3 separate regions of the Mus musculus genome follow, and regions 1 and 3 are each linked to region 2. Evidence: chromatin contacts called from public Hi-C and promoter capture Hi-C data. All regions are on one chromosome and are shown on one strand. The core of a region is the stretch at or near the end of the contact, and the rest is flanking DNA. Distances in the headings are between cores, read along the strand shown.

Region 1 (3,879 bases), core at 59-2,558, 410 kb before region 2:
AGCAAATGGTTCATCTCACAAGCCATGTTGCAAATGACTGGGAACGAACCAAAGGGAACTATATTGTACAAAGACTCATGATGAGATGTTTTTAAGAATTATAACAGTGGTTAATTTTCAGATTTAAAAGATCTATAGAAATATTTGGCATGAAAAAATACTACAAAGACAATTTCTCCACATTAGAAAATTTGGAAAATTCAAAGCTGTTTACAGAGCTACATTCTGGGATAGGCACTAACACATGGCTCGGGGATATAATAATTAAAAACTGTACCCTATGTTATCTTATGTAATTCACATAGATATAACCTGCTGTTTATAGTGTACAATTCAGTGACTTTGAGTGTATTCATAGTTGTATAACAGCAACTTTAGAAATTCTCACTTCAGGAAACTAGTACCCCAACCTGTCACTTCTTTAGCTGTCACCTCCAGTTCTTTCAAACTCCCCTTCTACTCTACATTGCATGCATTTGTCTTATCAGCGTGGTCACACAGAATTTAGATATCTGTGTGTGGCTTGATTCAGACATCGTCAACATTCTCTGATATTGTAGCATTATCTGTACTTTATTTTCAAACGCTATAATTCGAGGTTTGCCTCTCTGGTTTTTAGGAGTAGTGCTACTGTCAGCCTCAATGTAGGGACTTTGTGTGGGTGTCTGTTTTCATTTCTCTTGGATGTTTACTTAACAAGCAGTGTAACTGCCAGGACGAAGGTCACCCTTTGGTTTACCTTTTAGGAACAGGTATTTTCCAAGAAACTAAGCAGCATTTGACATTCTTACTTGTAGCTAAGAGGGAACAGATTTTTATTTCTGGTTAAATTGGTTCCTCCGTTTTAAAAATATTCTATCTCAAGGCTTCTCTTATTTCCTAAGCATCATGTCGCTTCTTTAGGACACCAAGGAAGCCTCTAGTCTACAGGGTGGTGGGATGGCGGGTTTACCAGCTTTGGCGGGGAGGAACAAGCGACAAGTGGCCAGGGGCAGGGGTCCCGCACCCTCACCCTGCCGCCTGACCACGCACACAGGCCTGCCGTCATTGCCTACGGGCCAGGCTCACCCCAGAGCCCGGCTCGGGTGCGCTCGTGGCTTCAGTGGGCCCAGGGTCGCCAAGGATGCTGCAGGGGGCCGGGACGCGGGGCCCCAGGCCGGGTCCTGTGCTCTCGGGGTTGCAGAGCGCCGGCTGTGGGCGGGGGACGAAGGCCGCGCCCCCGCGCCCGTCCCGCCCGCGTCCCGCTAGGGGCGGCGGCCCGCCCCGAGTCCGCCGAGGCTCTTCCGCGCCGGCAGGGGCAGCAGCGGGAGCGGCGCGGGGCGGAGCGGCGCGAGCAGCTAGGAGCGGCCCGGCTCGGCCCGGCGCAGCGGCGGCGGCAGCGGCAGCGGCAGCGACGCCAGAGCCCGTGGGCGCCTTTCGCAAGGCCGCCGCAGGCGCCTGGCCGCAGCGCGGGAAGCCTCGGGGGCCGGAGCCCGTCGCTGCCGCCATGCCGCTGCTCTTCCTCGAGCGCTTCCCGTGGCCCAGCCTCCGCACCTACACGGGCCTCAGCGGCCTGGCCTTGCTGGGCACCATCGTCAGCGCCTACCGCGCCCTCAGTCAGCCGGAGGACGGCTCGGGTGAGCCGGAGCCGCTAACGGCCCCACTGCAGCCCGAGGCGCGCCTGACCGCCGGCGGCCCCCGGGCCCGCGACGTGGCCCAGTACCTGCTGTCGGACAGCCTGTTCGTGTGGGTGAGCGAGGCTGCGGGCCGGGCGCGGGGGCGGGCGGCCGGGCGGGAGCCGCCATGTCACCCATTATCCGCAGGGGGGCGTGGCCGGGCCCTGACCCCGGCCTCCTCGGCCCGGGGACCGCGGCCCTCGCGTGGGGCTCGAGGCCCAGCGGCGCTGCGAGCGTGGCGGGCCGCGGAGAGAAGGTGTCGGGATGCCGGGGAGAACAGTCGAGGCAAGGGCGGTCGGACCCGCGGGCTCCAGGGCGGCGGGGTGCGGCGACCCGAGGCTGTGAGAAGCCGCGACACGTCCGGTTTAGCTCGGCGTTGTTGGGGGCGGCTCGCCGACGAAGAGAAGGCCGAAGTTAGGGGGACATTTTACTCTTCGCCAGACAACTTCGAAATGGTGCTATTTGTCAATGCGTTAGTCCCGATGGGCGCTATTTAACGAAGCAAACAGACCAGCTACGTCCTTTTATCTCACCCCCAACCACCCCCCGCGATGGTTTGTGACTGTTCCCTTTTTGACAGAAAGCAGCAAAACACTTTCGGGTCGGTGTGGCAGCCCCTCCTTTGAACGCGATTCCTCCGTTTAGCGATCCATTTTGAAACAAGGGTTCTAGTTTGTCTGCCGGTGCGAGATAAGCAATGTCCACATGCCACAAGTACTGGCTTCGTTTGTTACATCATTTTAGGCTGGGCAGATCTGAGAAAATTTTGCTCTCACCTTGCACTTGAGTGCCTCTTCTATGAACCCTCAGAAATAGGAAAAGTTGCTCCCGGATTTAAAAAATTGTCACTTGGATTTCCTGTGGCTTGGTGGGGATCGTATCTCCCCACACGGCGCCTAGAGAAGGCTGTAAATGACTGAGGGGTTAATGTTATAAGTTTGTAGAACTATAATGCAACTCATTTGTTGTAATTATTCCCACTGTGCTTCATCAGGAAGCAGCGGGATTTGTGAACTTCGTGGGCTGCAGATGACGCCTCCTGGTCCTTTGGTGCATAGTTTCATAGAAGGCAGTGAAGGGCAAAGTTCCCCTTTCTCTACTCCTAAGAAAAGATGAACTGTTCGTCTTTAGGGTAAACAACTTAGAATTATTATGTTGGGAGTGCTTTTGACAAGGGTGAAGACTATAGTGTATGTAGTCGTTGATACCTTGTTTTAAGCTGGAACCATTATTCTATTACTAGAACAGCCAATAGTATTGTTTAATGTTTTTTTTTCGTAAGTTTCTTCTTGCAAAACCCACGTTCAAATTCCAAGGTTAATAACATTTCATAAAACATTAATCTAAGGCCTTCCCTTTGGCGTTTCTGAGAATTGTCATTTTAAAGAATGTTCTTTTTCTTTGCACAGTCTTACCTCATATAGATTGATCATTCCTTCCCCTCCTTTGAATCCTTATTTCTCAGTTGAGCTTTATTCGGTTTTCTTGCATGTCCTCTGGAGTTTTGGCACTCATGGTGTCTGCCCAGATCTATCTTGTGTGTGCTGTGAGTTTTGTTTATCGTTTAGTACTTACTTTGCGCAGCTATGCCTCACACTCTTTAAAAACCTCCCCTGTTCCTGGCAGGTAACACTGAGTGTCAGTGTGGTGGGCCTTTGTCAAAATGGATGCTTCTTGAGCCTCACTCATAGGCCTTAGACATTAAGGGGGGGAACCCCTTCCCCGCCTAAGAACAAAACATTGTCTGCCAATGCCAAGCAAGATTAACAAGAACCTGTCCTTTGTCATTGCCAGTCGGAAGTCTTACTAGTTATTGTTTTGTCAGACTCTCTAGAACTTGTCTTTGTAGAACACATGCAGTAGTCTCTCAGGAGGTTTGATATTAGCACAGGCAGATGAAAACCTTTCTGAGGAAGACTCAGCTACCAACAGCACTTCCCCCCTACCCTCAAATGACTCATATGTAAATGAGGCTACTTACAATAGGTGACAATAGAACACATGTGAAGTCCTGTGGGGTTTCCAGGTAGGAGAAAGGCTTGCTGTGTGGGACTGACTACAGCTTCTCTGACTTAAAGGGAGTTGAGAGGTTGGAAGGAGACCAGAGGTAAGAGGAGGTGGCCCTGCTGAGAGACAGGTGACAAGCCTTTGAGGCTCCTTCTCTTCAGGTGTGGCACTGAGGCTCACTTGTGGCTTATGACAGCCATCTTTGGCTTGTCACTCC
Region 2 (4,015 bases), core at 1,075-3,574:
ACTCTCAAAACATTTCTAGTAAACCCAGGAGTTGTTACCTGCTGGGTCGATGGTGCGATTTAACAGGCAGGAGGTAAAACAGGAAGGATCTGAATTCTTTTTGCTAAACATACTGTCATCAGATCTGCTGCACTGACAGCTGCTGGTCTCCTGCCAGGTGACAGGTGTTTCCAGGGTCTTGTGCTAGACCTTGGATGGTGCCAACGCTCTGGAGTTGAGTTAGTTCATAGTCCACATGTATCTCAGAATACGCCGGGAGCTCACAGCTGATGGAGACTTGGGGTCTGACACTCCCCACTGCCTTCCTCTGTGACTTGGGATAATAATTCCTAATACTTCCCTGGGTCATTTTCCTTTTGTAAAATGCCCAAATCAGCCATTTTCAATCTTAGCTGCCCATTGTTACAGCCCAGAGGTTTGTTTGTTTGTTTGTTTGTTTTTAAAGTAATTCTGATATCTGAAGGTCCACAGCCAGTAAATCTGTGTTAAATGATAAATTTCCCACATCTTAGTAATTGATCCCTGACTTCTGGATTGGACATATGGCTTTGACCTTTTGATGGTGCAAAAAGTGATATATACTTAGTAAAAACAAAAACAAAAACAAAAAACAAAACCAAAAAATAGCCTTTTTCATTTCCGACCTTTTTTCAAGTCAATGATGGTATTTTCTTATCATGGTGTCAGACAAAGGAAATCAAAAATATTTTGGAGTGGCCTGTGTGGCTAAGTTGGCACGTTTGGTAGATCACATCTATGGAATAAACTTAAATTTATAGTAGTTCATCTAGCTCTAATTCCATTAACCTCTGTTTCCCTTATAGGCAGTGTTGATAGCCAGCAAGCCAGCCACATGACTGTTCTCAGAACTAAGGATACCCCAGCAATGGCTGTGTGATCCTTGGAGAGTCAGAAGGGCAGGGCCAGCTTACAGCTTTGGATTTACTCAGTAATTCAAGCTTCCGTCTCCAAGTGATGAAGACAATGAGCGTAAATAATACTATAATTGGACTAGGTGTGAAGAGACTTAAATGCTCCTTCCAGGTTCTCTGATCTGTTTAAATGTGTGATTGAAAAGTCAGCATTTCCCATCATGTGAAGGGGCGTGAATGTGTTCGGAAGGCTTCATACATGATGCAAGGGCAGCAGCCTGAGAAATCCTAGAGTCTGGCTGCTGCTGCTGAGGTCTTTCAGCTCTGATTCGGAGGTCCCCAGGGGCAATGATTCAGTCCCTCCTCCCCATGCTGGAGCCACTTGTTGACAGTAAGCTCAAGAGAAGTCACTGTTTGTAAGCTCAGCATCAGTGTCCCCCGAGAGTGCGGCCAGCTGGCAGCAGTGCAGAAAGAAGTAAACACATTTGACTTTTCTCTATTGACAATGCCGCATATGTGATGCTCAAGAAGACCGGATGTCTGTGTCAAGGCAGCAGGCTCACTGAGGCTTCGCATCAAGCCCAAGGGCAAGCCCAGTTCTTGCTAGGTTTACTGTGTATGTTGGTCCAAAGGTAGGTAGCCAGACGCAGCTATTGCCCGGAACCCAGTTCAATCCCTGGAACAGAAAAAAAAAAAAAAAAAAAAAAAAAAAAAAAAAAAAAAAAGAAAGAAAGAAACATCTTTAGAGACTGTCTCTTCAGATCAGCCCTCCAGAATGGCCACCTCGATGCTGGAAGAATCCAGAGCTAGCATAATGAGCAGAGATTAGCAGATTGGAAGCAGGTTTCCGGGCTGAGCTCCGAGCCTGCCCCTGACATGGAGAGATCTTGCCGGCAGTGCCTCTTCTCCACCACATAGCACGTGGCAACTTAGCGGCAATGAAATTCATTGTGCGCAATGGAGTGTCAGTTGCTTACTGCTAATGGATGATTTCAAATGGGGAGAAAGATTTATTCAGTAAGTCAAGCATACGTTTCCAAGAGAAGATAACTGGGAGTAAAAACAATTACATGGTTAAACGGGAAATTTTAAACACATCTCCCAAATTCTCCATCAGTCTGTGTAATTTGAAAGGCTGTGGGGATTTGGTTCAGCAAATTATTAATCGAGATTCTTTTCTTTTCCCTGTCTGGTAGCCATTTCAACATGCTAGTGATGGGTGTGGAAGAAACAAGGGGCAGGAGTTTGGCAGCCTCTTGCAGTCCCGAGGCTTGGATTTCTTGGGATTTAGTAGGCTGTCCTTGTGGTGGTCAGAGAGGGCTCAGGAATACTTTGCTGACATCAGGCAAGAATCCAGAGCCCTGCTCAGAGCGCCTTCAGAGGACATCTGGCCAGCTTCATTGTGACAGTGAGGTCCAGATTAGGAAAGGATCACACGAGGGTCGATTGCGGGGCTCTTTGCCAGGCCTCGCCACTGTTGTTTCTACGGAGTGGGAATACTAACACTGGCCTCAGTGAGATGTGCCAGGGAAGAACGGGAATAGGAAGGAGATACATTTAGTCCCTGGAAAGGTGGGGAAGGATTTGCCACGTACTTATTTACATTCATTCTGTGAGGATCCCACGTCTTTTACCACCTTACCAGCTGTGCCTACAGCGAGGTGAGGCTCCTGGTTCCCTGTCCCCCCTGCGTTGAGCACAGGCATAGGCAGACACAGCCCCTGACATTTTCCTTGATGGTGACAGCTGGTGAGACTTTTGACTAAAGGCATAAAGAGCAAGCAGCAAAGAACAGTTACTGTGTTAAAAGCAGTTTAAAAAATGTGCTGCACCATCTGTTTGGCCACAGAGGTTTTGTGGGGCATGCGTGGGGTTGGGGGGGGAGCCTCATCTCCCACTTCTGGGTGTCACCTTGGTCAGGGCCAGCAAGGAGAAACTTTTCCAAGACTGCAACCTTTGTCTTTTACTTACCTCAGCCTCTCTTTCTGCTCCCCATGCAAAGCCTCATCTTGGTTTTTTGAAAAGACATTTTCTCAACTTCTTCAACTGCTGATGAAGTACCAGATCTGTAGATCGTAGTGGATTGGCTCAAAGGTGGGCTTTTGCTTTCAGCATTGATTATGTAAGCTGGCACACTGTAAGAGAAATAGGACTTAGGATAGTATCTTAGCTGAGGACGGAGCTCCGTGGTAGAGCACTTTGTGTACAAAGCTCTGGGTTCAAATCCTAGGCTTCACTCTGTGTTTTCTTTCACATCTTAAAGTAGTCCACCTTTTTTTCCTGCTGACATTTCTTATTAAACTCACATCTGGTATATTTTTCAGTTTTGTTTTATTTTGTTGTTGTTGTTGTTAAAAAATTATAACAATACGTGTTCTAATTAGTTATCTCCGTGTTACACGGAAACTATTAATGTTGTTTGCTAATTTCACACACACTTCTTTTGATGAATTCATGTTTAATTACATGAATATCTTGGCGCTTGTATGTTTTTGATGTAGGTCATTATACTGATTGCAAATATCAACAGCTTTGTCTCTTTCTGTTGAGTGTTGAATTTCTTATTTCCTTCTCTTGTCTGTCACTGAGCAAGCTTTGAGTACAACATTAATAAGTAGCAGTGCTTCTGAGCATCTGCTCTGATCCTGTCTCCAGCTATCACCTGTGCTGTGAGTCCAGGGCAAACAAGCGTCGTTTGTTGTTTCAATAAAAAAAAAAGTATTAAAAGTTTATCAAATTTCAGCGTGTTAAAATCATTCGCTGAGATGATTTTAGTCTATTGAGTCACCTGGATTGTTTTTTAATTTTGTATTCGCCTTACATCCTGGCTCTAATAAACTACTGGTTTTGATTTTCTGATGTTTTATGTAGGGATTTTATATGTTTACTCCTAAACAAAATGGTGTCTTTCACCCCATATCCACTGCCTTTTCCTTGTCTAGTTTTGGTACTTCGTTGTGCTAGACACATGAAATGAACTGAGTAGCCTTTATTTCCCTGGTATAGTGCAGTGAATGGAATTACAGCTTTCTTGAATGTTTGGTAGAATAGGACCATTAACTCTTCCCATCTGTACACCTCAGCGTGGGATGGGTGTGGGTAGACCCTCTCTTGTTGCCATGGCTTTGACTTATTGTTCTTTG
Region 3 (3,870 bases), core at 707-3,206, 370 kb before region 2:
AGAGGAGCCTTCAGTAATACTGAGGAATGTAATATAAGGCCAGACAGTCATCTACCAAAAGTTCCTGTGTACAGCCTATAAGTGAACAGAAATATATCAATACAATTCAAAAAGATGAAGCTCTTTTGACGAGTGTAGCCTTTGGAGACAGCTGGGCTAAGGTGCTAGCTATATGGTCCCTTGGGTCTCAGCTCTCTGACCTGATTGTTAGCTGCCTTTGGAGCTGGCAGAGTTGCCTCATATGGCTGGATAGGGCTGTCAGTGAAACACATAAACCAGACAGCAGACATGAAGGTACTCAGACCTTAAGCGATAAAGCCTGTGGGGAGGACCCAGAACATCTCTAGTCTGGAGACTTAATTGCAATGCCTGCTTCAGAGCACTTTAGGAAGGTTATGAAAACCGGGAACAGTGTTTACTCCGCGCAGTTGACCTTTGCCCTTGCTTTTGTTGTGCAATCACTATTATTGAACAGGAAGCTGAATATGGAGCAGTTACTAACTACTCTCAAACATGGAACTCCATGAGGGCCTCCACATCCTTCGTCTCACCTTTCAGGCTGTGAGCTGTGTCGAAAACTGTCACCTGCCCCTTTGTCACCCCACCCTGAATGACTGCATGCTTTCTTTCAGCGGTCGGATAGCCTGAGGCCTGCACTGAACAGCCCAGTGGAGAGGCCCAGCCCTGACCTGGAGGAGGGAGAAGCTTCTGTCCAGGTGAGGTCAGCTTACCAGGAGCTGTGCTGCAGGAGTGCAGCGTGGTCCTGCGTTACTTACGGCCACCTTGCCCTTGGCAGCAACAGCTTAAGGGAAGAGCTGTGTATTCTGGTTAATAGTTGGAGAGAGTTTTAGTCTGTCACAGTGGGGAGGTGTGCTGGGGTAGTTGAGTTCATGGTGACCAGATCTTTTGATGGAGGAAATTTCATCATCACAGGCTAGAAAGCAGTGAGCAGGGCAGAGACAGGAGAGGGTTATCACCTTGGAAGGCCTGACACTAGTAACTTACTTTTGCCTGCTAGACCCCACTGTTAGAGTCCCGTTTCCCGTATCACATTCGTGATTGGAGCAGGCCCTGGTGGTATGCCTCCTCAGAGCCCAAGACTCCTGCTTCTGCTTCCTGTCTGGCAAAAGTTCCAGCAGACACTTGTGTAGGGGTGCACTTGTCAAGGGAAGGCAAAGGCCTGTGTTAACAGCTGCCTCTCTGTCCAGACGGAGCGTGTACCACTGGACCTCAGTCCTCGCCTAGAGGAGACCTTGGACTTCAGTGAGGTAGAACTAGAGCCTATTGAGGTGGAAGACTTTGAGGCCCGTGGAAGCCGCTTCTCCAAGTCTGCTGATGAGAGACAGCGCATGTTAGTTCAGCGCAAGGATGACCTCCTGCAGCAGGCTCGAAAGTGAGTTGATTCTCCAGCCCTAGTTGGCACACATAAGTTACGGGGCAGATGGCAGTCGGGTGCCAATGTGTCTCAGCCTATACCTGAATTGGCTCTGAGGAGGAACACTGTTAACCCATGTGACAGACACAGGTAATAAACCGATACTTAGGGTGGTTAATCCTGCCAGGACCCGAGGGAGGTCTGCCTTTAAGATTCCTCTTGAGCACTGTTCCTTGGACCGGCAGTCTGAGCCAGGCACCTGCGATCCATGAGTTCCCTGCAGTTGGTGGTGGCTGGAGCATGCACTGTGCTTGGGGGTGGGAAGAAACTTACTTCAGTTCTTGCAGCTGGGTTGTGGGCCTTGCACAGACCTGTTGCCATAAGACCCAGTGCTGTCTGTGGGAGGGAGAGAGGGAGAGCAGAGAAAGTTGAACTGCCATTTGATCATCCTCTCCCTGGGAATTATGTTCATCCATGGACGAGTCTGTGCTGGCCTCCTGCCTGGCTTCTTCCCTCTGCATCCTTCTTGGCTCTGCCTTCTTCCTCGCTTCCTCTCCTTTTATAGTTTTGGGTTGAGTACAGGGTTTTACACACACTGAGCAAGCGCCCTGCTGCTGAGCTGCACTGTACCCGAGCCATGGGCAAGGCTCTTCTCATCACAGGATGGGCTTGAGTGACAGCTTTGTGAAGATGCCTGTGGAGAAGGGGAAACTGTCTTCCCGTTTCCCATCTTTCTCTCTCTTGTGGCTTTATTTCTTATAGGCGGTTCTTAAACAAAAGTTCTGAAGATGATGGGGCCTCAGAGAGACTCCTCCCTTCTGAAGGCACATCCTCTGACCCCGTGACCCTGCGCCGAAGGATGCTGGCAGCCGCTGCTGAGCGGAGACTTCAGAGGCAACGGACAACCTAGTGCTTCCTCACCTTCCTCAGCCTCCTGCCCAGCTCTACCTACCGGAAGAGGCCTGTCCCAGTTCTGCCTGCTGTGTGGAGACCTGCGACTGCATTGCTGCTGCATAAAGCATGTGGTCTTTAGTGTGTGGACAGCTGACAAATTTAATCCTTTGTAATACTTTCTTTGTGACATTTCTCTTCCCCTTAGAAACATTGCACATTTTAACTCTAGGCATGGCCTCTTCTGGTGTTGACTGGACTTGTTGGGAGTAGGGGACGAGCAAAAAGAAGTGGGCACTGGGGCGCTCGCCTGCCTGCAGCAGCTAGTTTGAATTTCTGTTTTGATATAAACCACAGCAGATGTTGAGTATTTTAGCACCACAGCTGGAAGGAAGCACGGATCTTGGGGAGGGTGCATAACAGCAGTCAGAAGGTGCGCAGCAGGAGCCTGACCACCACTATGGCAAAGTAGCCTACGATTAAATGCTGTGCTTAGGGAGGAGGCCAGTCCCACAGGCGCCTGGACCTCTAGACCAGCAGGACATGGTGTAGAAAGAACTGGTTTGGTACCTGGAGTAGAAAGAGGAAGCTCAGGGCTGCAGAATGAGGAGGCCCTTTTCTGCCCTTAACATTCAGGACCAATCTGAGCCCAGTCCCCAGCTGGCTTCACTTCCGTCACTCTGGTGCTCTCGCATCACAGAAGCTTGCCCCCATGGCTGCCGCCTCTTCCTTTCCTTTGGTTATGACTTTAATTCCTTGGTCAACCCAATTAGGCTATGCTAAACATATGGGTTTGATCCTTGGAAAAAGGCATGGGGCCTGCCCAGCAAGGGCAGGGGTGTTTGGAGGACACTGCTGAAGAAACACCTTTCGTATCTTTGTCCCTGGAGCCCTTGAGTTCCCTGCTTTTGTTCCTGTGGGTCTCATTAAACGGAAACAGAGGATGTTGAATAATCCACATGCCTCAAGCAGACTCGGTCCCAGATCGGCTCAAATTCTCCACGTATTTAAGGATTTGAAACATGCAATCATAGGATACATAGTTTTATGTCCCATTGGATTAAGGTTTTTTTTTTTTAATGTTTCAAAACATAGTTTTATGGTAGTCCTTTTGGGAAAAATCCAGTATTATCTAAAATTATTGGCAAAGTTAAATGTATTTTACATACCTGGAAGTTTTTAGACTGTTGATAAGTAACTGAGAAAGGATAACAGGCGCCTAGGTGAAGATAATTTATTTCAATAAATCTTTCAAAAGCCTTACCTTGAACTGCTGTTAGTTAAATTCCTGTGGGTTTTTGTTTTGTTTTACTTTGTTTTGCTGAGAGCGTAGCAATTTGTTTTTATTGTAAAGCAACAATAATAAAAAGGAAAATCTCTTGTAGTGTGGTGTGGGGGCAGTGGAGTCCCACGCTGCTCTGTGTGTGCCGTTTGGGTTGGGGTTTATAATGCTGTTCAACTGGGAGGGGCGTGGTTTATAATGCTGTTCAACTGGGAGGGCGTGGTCGCTCCTGTGTTTTACTTGGAGGAGGAAGCACTGAGCTTGTCTTTGACACCTTTCCAGGCTGCACATGAAAATAAAGGGGAAGCTAAGTCCACTGTTC

Evidence for each region. Promoter capture Hi-C pulls out the DNA fragments that hold promoters and counts their contacts. Hi-C and Micro-C count contacts between places; a contact is called where the count stands out from the background.
Region 1: a contact with region 2 is called in a promoter capture Hi-C map of neural stem cells. The contact joins the promoter of Amfr here to the enhancer-like site in region 2. A contact is called at or near these places in 11 of 39 promoter capture datasets (the 3T3-L1 cell line, 3T3-L1-derived adipocytes, the C10 cell line and 6 more), 1 of 15 datasets of contacts at CTCF or cohesin (the NIH/3T3 cell line), 1 of 484 Hi-C or Micro-C datasets (embryonic stem cells) and 5 of 115 datasets of contacts at active chromatin or transcription factors (embryonic basal ganglia, embryonic forebrain, embryonic stem cells and 2 more).
Region 3: a Hi-C map of cerebral cortex shows a contact between it and region 2, with 1.8 times the contacts expected there. The contact joins two enhancer-like sites. A contact is called at or near these places in 16 of 484 Hi-C or Micro-C datasets (the 3T3-L1 cell line, 3T3-L1-derived adipocytes, brain and 11 more), 6 of 115 datasets of contacts at active chromatin or transcription factors (astrocytes, cardiomyocytes, embryonic stem cells and 3 more) and 1 of 9 other capture datasets (embryonic stem cells).

Annotation. Positions count from the first base shown.
Region 1 is chr8:94,010,069-94,013,947 of GRCm38.p6, reverse strand. It overlaps Amfr (autocrine motility factor receptor), which reads left to right and starts at 1,308. Exons shown (of 14, transcript NM_011787.2): 1 at 1,308-1,729. The coding sequence starts at 1,487.
Region 2 is chr8:93,597,255-93,601,269 of GRCm38.p6, reverse strand. All of the region lies in intron 8 of Gm26843 (a long non-coding RNA gene), which reads left to right. Among named protein-coding and RNA genes, the nearest start is that of Ces5a, 63 kb to the right of the region's middle. Within about 2 kb of position 2,324, at least 39 of the 459 cell types and tissues checked have an H3K27ac peak or open chromatin away from gene starts, as enhancers often do. A contact at or near this core is called in cerebellum, cerebral cortex, neural stem cells and 1 more, where this site is marked.
Region 3 is chr8:93,971,582-93,975,451 of GRCm38.p6, reverse strand. It overlaps Amfr (autocrine motility factor receptor), which reads left to right. Exons shown (of 14, transcript NM_011787.2): 12 at 633-716; 13 at 1,209-1,393; 14 at 2,138-3,864. The coding sequence ends at 2,285. Among named protein-coding and RNA genes, the nearest start is that of Amfr, 39 kb to the left of the region's middle. Within about 2 kb of position 1,956, at least 30 of the 459 cell types and tissues checked have an H3K27ac peak or open chromatin away from gene starts, as enhancers often do. A contact at or near this core is called in cerebellum and cerebral cortex, where this site is marked.